Regions from separate parts of the Zea mays genome. Here region 1 is linked to region 2. Evidence: chromatin contacts called from public Hi-C data. All regions are on one chromosome and are shown on one strand. The core of a region is the stretch at or near the end of the contact, and the rest is flanking DNA. Distances in the headings are between cores, read along the strand shown.

The links. Hi-C and Micro-C count contacts between places; a contact is called where the count stands out from the background.
Region 1: a Hi-C map of leaf shows a contact between it and region 2, with 2.3 times the contacts expected there. The contact joins the promoter of LOC100284595 here to the enhancer-like site in region 2. A contact is called at or near these places in 4 of 25 Hi-C or Micro-C datasets (all in leaf).

What each region holds. Positions count from the first base shown.
Region 1 is chr6:37,090,499-37,093,565 of Zm-B73-REFERENCE-NAM-5.0, forward strand. It overlaps LOC100284595 (protein alx), which reads left to right and starts at 1,280. Exons shown (of 13, transcript NM_001157490.2): 1 at 1,280-1,630; 2 at 1,953-2,065; 3 at 2,152-2,228. The coding sequence starts at 1,390. It overlaps LOC100383605 (Transcription factor IIIA), which reads right to left and starts at 1,126. Exons shown (of 9, transcript NM_001362095.1): 1 at 995-1,126; 2 at 753-903; 3 at 499-642; 4 at 88-219.
Region 2 is chr6:36,862,237-36,865,327 of Zm-B73-REFERENCE-NAM-5.0, forward strand. No RefSeq gene overlaps it. Among protein-coding and RNA genes, the nearest start is that of LOC109940646, 42 kb to the right of the region's middle. Within about 2 kb of position 1,690, at least 9 of the 20 cell types and tissues checked have an H3K27ac peak or open chromatin away from gene starts, as enhancers often do. A contact at or near this core is called in leaf, where this site is marked.

The DNA of each region.
Region 1 (3,067 bases), core at 30-2,529, 230 kb after region 2:
AGACTAGACCTTTAGCATATGTCATGTGACAGGAACATAATAACAAAAAAAGCAGCAAGCAGCTCAGAATAGCTCAGAACACACAACCTGAAGAATAGCGTGAATGAAGGAACTCTTGATGGAGCTTCTCAGGAGGGTCTCCCCATCCTGGTACTAGTCCGTTCAAGGCCTTCTCGCATTTTGGAGTTCTTTGAGATCCAATGCTTCACACATCTGTATCTGAACAAACAGACTGCAAAAGTCAGCATAATTAATAATAACATACAATGGACTAAAGAAAGACCATGAGGTATACAGAGTCATCCATCGAACCAATTGTTATTATAACAGGGTTGTAGCAACCACACCAAAAGAGTCAAACCAGCATGTATCTCGCTTTCGGCCTTTTCTCACACAATAAACATTAAGCGGATAGTAACAAACCAGGCGAGCACTAGTAGCCTGAGCATTCACTGAGCAATATACCAAAAAACCCAACATAAGCAGCCAGATCAGTACCTCGAGCGAATGGCTCTGCATATGTTGCTTCAGATGCGCCTGCTTCTTGAAGCTCATCCCGCACTGTTCGCACGCACGGCTGATCTCTTTGCGCGGACCAGCATCTCCACCTTCCCAGTAACCCCCCAAAGCATCCACCTCATCCTACACACACCCCATAAGTGTTACCCCTGTAGAACAATACAAAGGAGAACGCGCGCAAATCTGAAGTCTGAACCAAGCGGCGGCGAGCAAGCGAGCAGCACAGCTGGTACCTTGTGGTGCTCAAGCACGTGGGCGCGGAGCAAGCACTTCTTGGACCGGACCACGTCGCAGAACCCGCACTTGTAGCACCTTATATACCTCAGAGGCGGCGCTGTGGTCGCCCCGCCGCCGCTCTCTGTGCCTTCCCCCATCTGAGTCTGACTAACCCCAAAACCACAGCGAAATAAACGAGAAATTGAGACGGGATTCCCAGAATTAGCACCACACGCAACACCAATCGGAGGAAACTGACCTCGAATCGCGGAGGGAGCCGCGGGATCTGCAGGATCGCCCGCCGCCGCCGTGGAGAGAGGTAGCCGCCGCGCAGGAGAGAAACCCTCGACTCGTGAGTCGCCAAGCGTTAGTGGGAGAACAAGCCAAAAACAACCACTGGGAGATGGGCCTGATGAGCATCAGGCCCACCTGGCAAGGGGAGAGCCTTCCCGGGTTCGGGGTCCTAAACGGGTTACGGGTCCCGCTGCGGGTGGCGCACGTGCGCTCCGTTTGGGTGGGGTGGGCTGCCTACCGCTATACGCCTGTACCGCAGCCGGTGTGGCTGACGCTGAAGTGTGCTCCGCTCCGCCTCCGCCCGCGGCCGTACGCTCCCGAGCTCCACCCGTCGCGCCCCGACCGAGATCGTCCCCGGCGATGGCTTCCGCGGTGGCCGCTTCGACCGCTACGCGGTTCCTGCCGCGGCTTCCGGACCCGTGGTGGACGCGTCGTGCGCGAGCGGCGCTCCCGCCGCCGCCGCTCACGTGGCGGCCTCTCCCGTTCACGGTGTCCGCCGCGTCGTCCCGCCCTGGGGAAGCGGAAGGAGGACGGCGCGGGAGGATGCGGAGGCGGCGCGCCAGGAGGGCGGAACAGGAGGAAGGCGTCTCGCTAAGCTCTGGTGAGTACGACGCTCGGCTCCACCCCACCGCCGTCTAGCTTCTTACCGCCCAATTCCTTCCTTCGGCTCCTGCGAGCCAGCCAGCCTTGGGCGCAATAGCTTGGTTGCAACATCAAGCCATGCGCACAATTGTTTGGTTGCAACATCAAGCCATGGGCGCCATAGTTCGGCTGCAACATCAGAAATGCGCAATAACTCAGTGACGCATTTTGAAATCAAGTTCCTCAGAAGGGGACTCCCATGCTATCTGCTGAATTCATTTTTGATGGTTTCGTGAGATTTCTTGTCCCTCTCTGATACCTCGCGTTGGATATGTATGCAGAAAAGGAGACGGTAAATTCTACTCCACGTGCTCAACCCAAAAAGGGTGCAGAACCCGTAGCGGTGTCCAGCACGAGTGGGAAAGGCTCTGCCATTAGAAGGGTGACACTTGTGGTCAGTTTTTTCTATCTATCTACCATTTTGTTGATTCAGCTTAGAGTTACTTCTACACATGGAGCTAATACATTGGGTTTGTTCAGATTCTTGCTGCCGTGCTTTTTGGAGTTAGCATTGCCTTGAAGGACGGGGCCGAGAAGGCATCGGAGTATTTTGCTGGGTGTGTGCTATGCAGATCCCGTTGTATTTAGCATTGGCACTTTTTTACAAAATAGTTATAAGTTTGGCTGCCTTTTCTATTAGAATAGGATTTCTAGGATTACATATGAATAACAGCACATTTGAGAAGGACACAGCAATGCACATTAGCTTTGTTGTTTCGTGCATGTTAGTTTGGTTGCATTGCTGCTACCAATCAGCTCCGTAAAATAATTGAGCAGCACCTTCCATTGATCTTGAGGCCCTCGGGATCCAACACCATCTTCTGGATCACCTTGTCAACTCATGTTCGGAAGAAGAAGTTTGGGATACCATCAAGCAGATGCCCTCTGACAAAGCGCCGGGGCCCGATGGCTTCACGGGAAGATTTTATAAGGTGTGTTGGCCAATCATTAAGAAGGACATCATGGCGGCTGTTGTAGCAATTTGGAGGAAAGACTTTCGGAATTTTCGGGCTCTTAATTCAGCCTTTGTTATCCTCCTTCCCAAGGTTGAGAACCCGTCTAATGCCAAGGAGTTTAGGCCTATAAGCATCATTCATAGTTTTGCTAAACTGATTACGAAGATCCTTGCAAACCGGTTGGGAGGTCAACTTGATAGTATGGTGTCCAAGAACCAAAGTACTTTCATCAAGGGAAGATTTATTCAAGACAACTTCATGTTGGTCCAACAAACAACCCGCTTCCTTCATTCTCAGAATCAGCCAACAATTATGCTGAAACTGGACATATCAAAGGTGTTTGATTCAGTATCTTGGCCCTTCTTGTTGGAAGTCTTGCAGAGTCTGGGGTTTGGTGCTGGATGGTGTGACATTGTGAGTGGGCTGCTTGCCACATCCTC
Region 2 (3,091 bases), core at 440-2,939:
GCGAGGCGGAGACCGTCGGCTGAGGCCAGGGCTGAGCCCGAGCCCTGGGGTCGGGCGATGCGGAGTTCGTCGTCTTCTGGGGCTGAGCCCGAGTCCGAGCCCTGGGGTCGGGTGAAGCGGAGTTCATCGTCTTCCGGGGCTGAGCCCGAGTCCGAGCCCTAGGGTCGGACGAAGCGGAGTTCGTCGTCTTCCGGGGCTGAGCCCGAGTCCGAGCCCTGGGGTCGGGCGAAGCGGAGTTCATCATCTTCTGGGGCTGAGCCCGAGTCCGAGCCCTGGGGTCGGGCGATGCAGAGTTCGTCGTCTTCCGGGGCTGAGCTCGAGTCCGAGCCCTGGGGTCGGGCGATGCGGAGTTCTTCGTCTTCTGGGGCTGAGCCCGAGTCCGAGCCCGAGCCCTGGGGTCGGGCGATGCAGAGTTCGTCGTCTTCCGGGGCTGAGCCCGAGTCCGAGCCCTGGGGTCGGGCGATGCGGAGTTCGTCGTCTTCCGGTGCTGAGCCCGAGTCCGAGCCCTGGGTCGGGCGAGGCGGAGTTTCCTATGGCGCCCGAGGCCGGACTTGGCTGCTGTCAGCCTCACTCTGTCGAGTGGCACAGCATTCGGAGCGGCGCAGGTGGCGCTGTCCTCTTGTCAGGCCGGTCAGTGGAGCGGCGAAGTGATTGCGATCACTTCGGCTCTGTCGACTGAAGGGCGCGCGTCAGGATAAGGTGTCAGTCCACCTTTGCATTAAATGCTCCTGCGATACGGTCGATTGGCGTGGCGACTTGGCCAAGGTTGCTTCTTGGCGAAGACTGGGCCTCGGGCGAGCCGAAGGTGCGTCCGTTGCTTGACGGGGTCCTCGGGCGAGACATGAATCCTCCGGGGTCGGCTGCCCTTGCCCGAGGCTAGGCTCGGGCGAGGCGAGATCGTGTCCCTTGAGTGGATCGAGCCTTGACTTAATTGTACCCATCAGGCCTTTGCAGCTTTGTGCTGATAGGGGTTACCAGCTGAGATTAGGAGTGTTGAGGGTACCCCTAATTATGGTCCCCGACAGGATTGAACTTGTTAGTGCGTCCACTCTAACACCATCCATTCCAACATAAATAACTCAATAAGTTCTGTCACAAAATACTTAACCTTCCTACATCCAATATATTTTCTCCTTTTTCAATGCACATCTCGCTTTCTCTCTCTTTCTAATGCGTCTTTATGCACCATTCTCTTTATTTCCACGTTTACGTCTTTCTCTCTGGTGTACGTTTTAGATTGAACTGGTTAGTGTGTCCAATCTAACACTCTCCATTCCAAAATAAATAAATTTATAGAATTCAAATTCTGTCACAAAATACTTAACCTTCCCTTGTAATATGTTTCTCGTTTTTTGGTGCACATCTCTCTCTTTCTAATGTGTCTCTATCTCTCAAGGACATTCTCGTCATTTGACTTTGGTTTTAGTTTCCATGAGAAGTTTTAAAACATTATCTCATATATGTGACGAATAGAATATATAATAGAGAGAGAGAGAGCTGTCAAGAGACATGATGCAGCCAAAAGGTAGGTCACACTATATGTGCATACAAGAGGGTACGTGATGCTTGTTAACCTCGGTTGACACGACGTGATAGCTAGATGAGAGGCCAGCAGCAACCTGCATGCAATTGGATGCAGTAGAGCTAACATGCATTTCAGTTGACAGGGACGCGCCACCAATAGCAGTAGTGCGTGATGAATAGCGATGCGTACGTCGGCATCTCTGTCGTCGTCACTCTCAAACTTGCTTGCTCTACATGTATGCATGCGTCGTCATTGGGTTTCACACGTGTACCACTGCGTGTGGTCGAGTGATAGATGTTATCCTCGTGAAATTTGTTCTGAGTTGATGAAATCCTATCTATACACAATTATTTGAAGGAAAATATTTCTTTTTCTAGTGGTAGGCCCAAATGGACCCTAGCTCCACACGCCAATATATCCTCAGCTCGCTATAGAAAAAACATGTGTTGTATAGGTTTTCATCTAATAACGAATAATAATGTACAGTCTCTTACCTGTACGCTTAGTTCAAAAAAGTAACTTTAGTAGCGCCTATATATACGATGTGCCCATGAGATTTCGGCAAAACCTTATGACATCTCCTTATATTATGCTCAAACTTTTTTTTGATGTGTTTGATCAAAATCTTATTACTAAACTCAGCCTATTCATTCGCTTGTGAATTGAGAAGCTTGATTTTATATAGATGGATAAAATCTCATACAATTTTTGATACAATGATGTCCCTTGATCTATAGTCAATGTTTGAAGGATGCTGAAACTATGTAAGATACGCTCCGTAATAAACTCAGTTACCTCATTTTGTGTTATTTCTTTAATGGAACCGCCTTAGTCTACTGGGTGAAATAATCTATAGCAACCAAAGAAAAGTGATGTCCATTTAATAATAGAGGATGAACCTAGCCAATGAAGTCTATCCCCTGACCACGAGAAGGCCACGACTTGATGAACCTTTGCTATAATGTTCACCTCACCTAAAAGTTTCTAGTATTTTTAGCTATCAAGCACTAAGGATGAAAAAGGTTCCAAGTGGTATTCAAGTAAGTATACAAGCTTTAAGTGTATATCCTATACACCTTAGCATCATTAAATAGCATTGCTTCCTCCAAAATTTTAAATTCAGCATATGTACAATCTTGAGATTCAAACATCTAGCACATATTTAGAGAAAGATAGTAGTACCAAAATTGGGTTTGTAAAACTTGTCTAAATATGGTTAAAATCTTAGACAAGCTACTCAAATCCAAACCAAGTTAGTAACTCATACTTGTATGGAGTACTAACTTAGAAATCTATTTTAATTCCTACGTTTGTGTGGTTGCCATCAACTACCAAAAGGGATAAATTGAAAGGCCCATGTGTGGTTTTGATAATTGAGAGAACTAATGGACTAACCTCTACTCTAGTGTTGCATTTGAGATAGGTTTAAGTATGCATCTAGGTTTGAACAAGATTGACAACCATGGAAAGCTAGTGAAGTCAATAAACTCCACCTTAGATATGTTTGTGAAAAATCTAACTAATATGCACAAGTATAAGGGACATGTTGAAGTTAACATATATGAA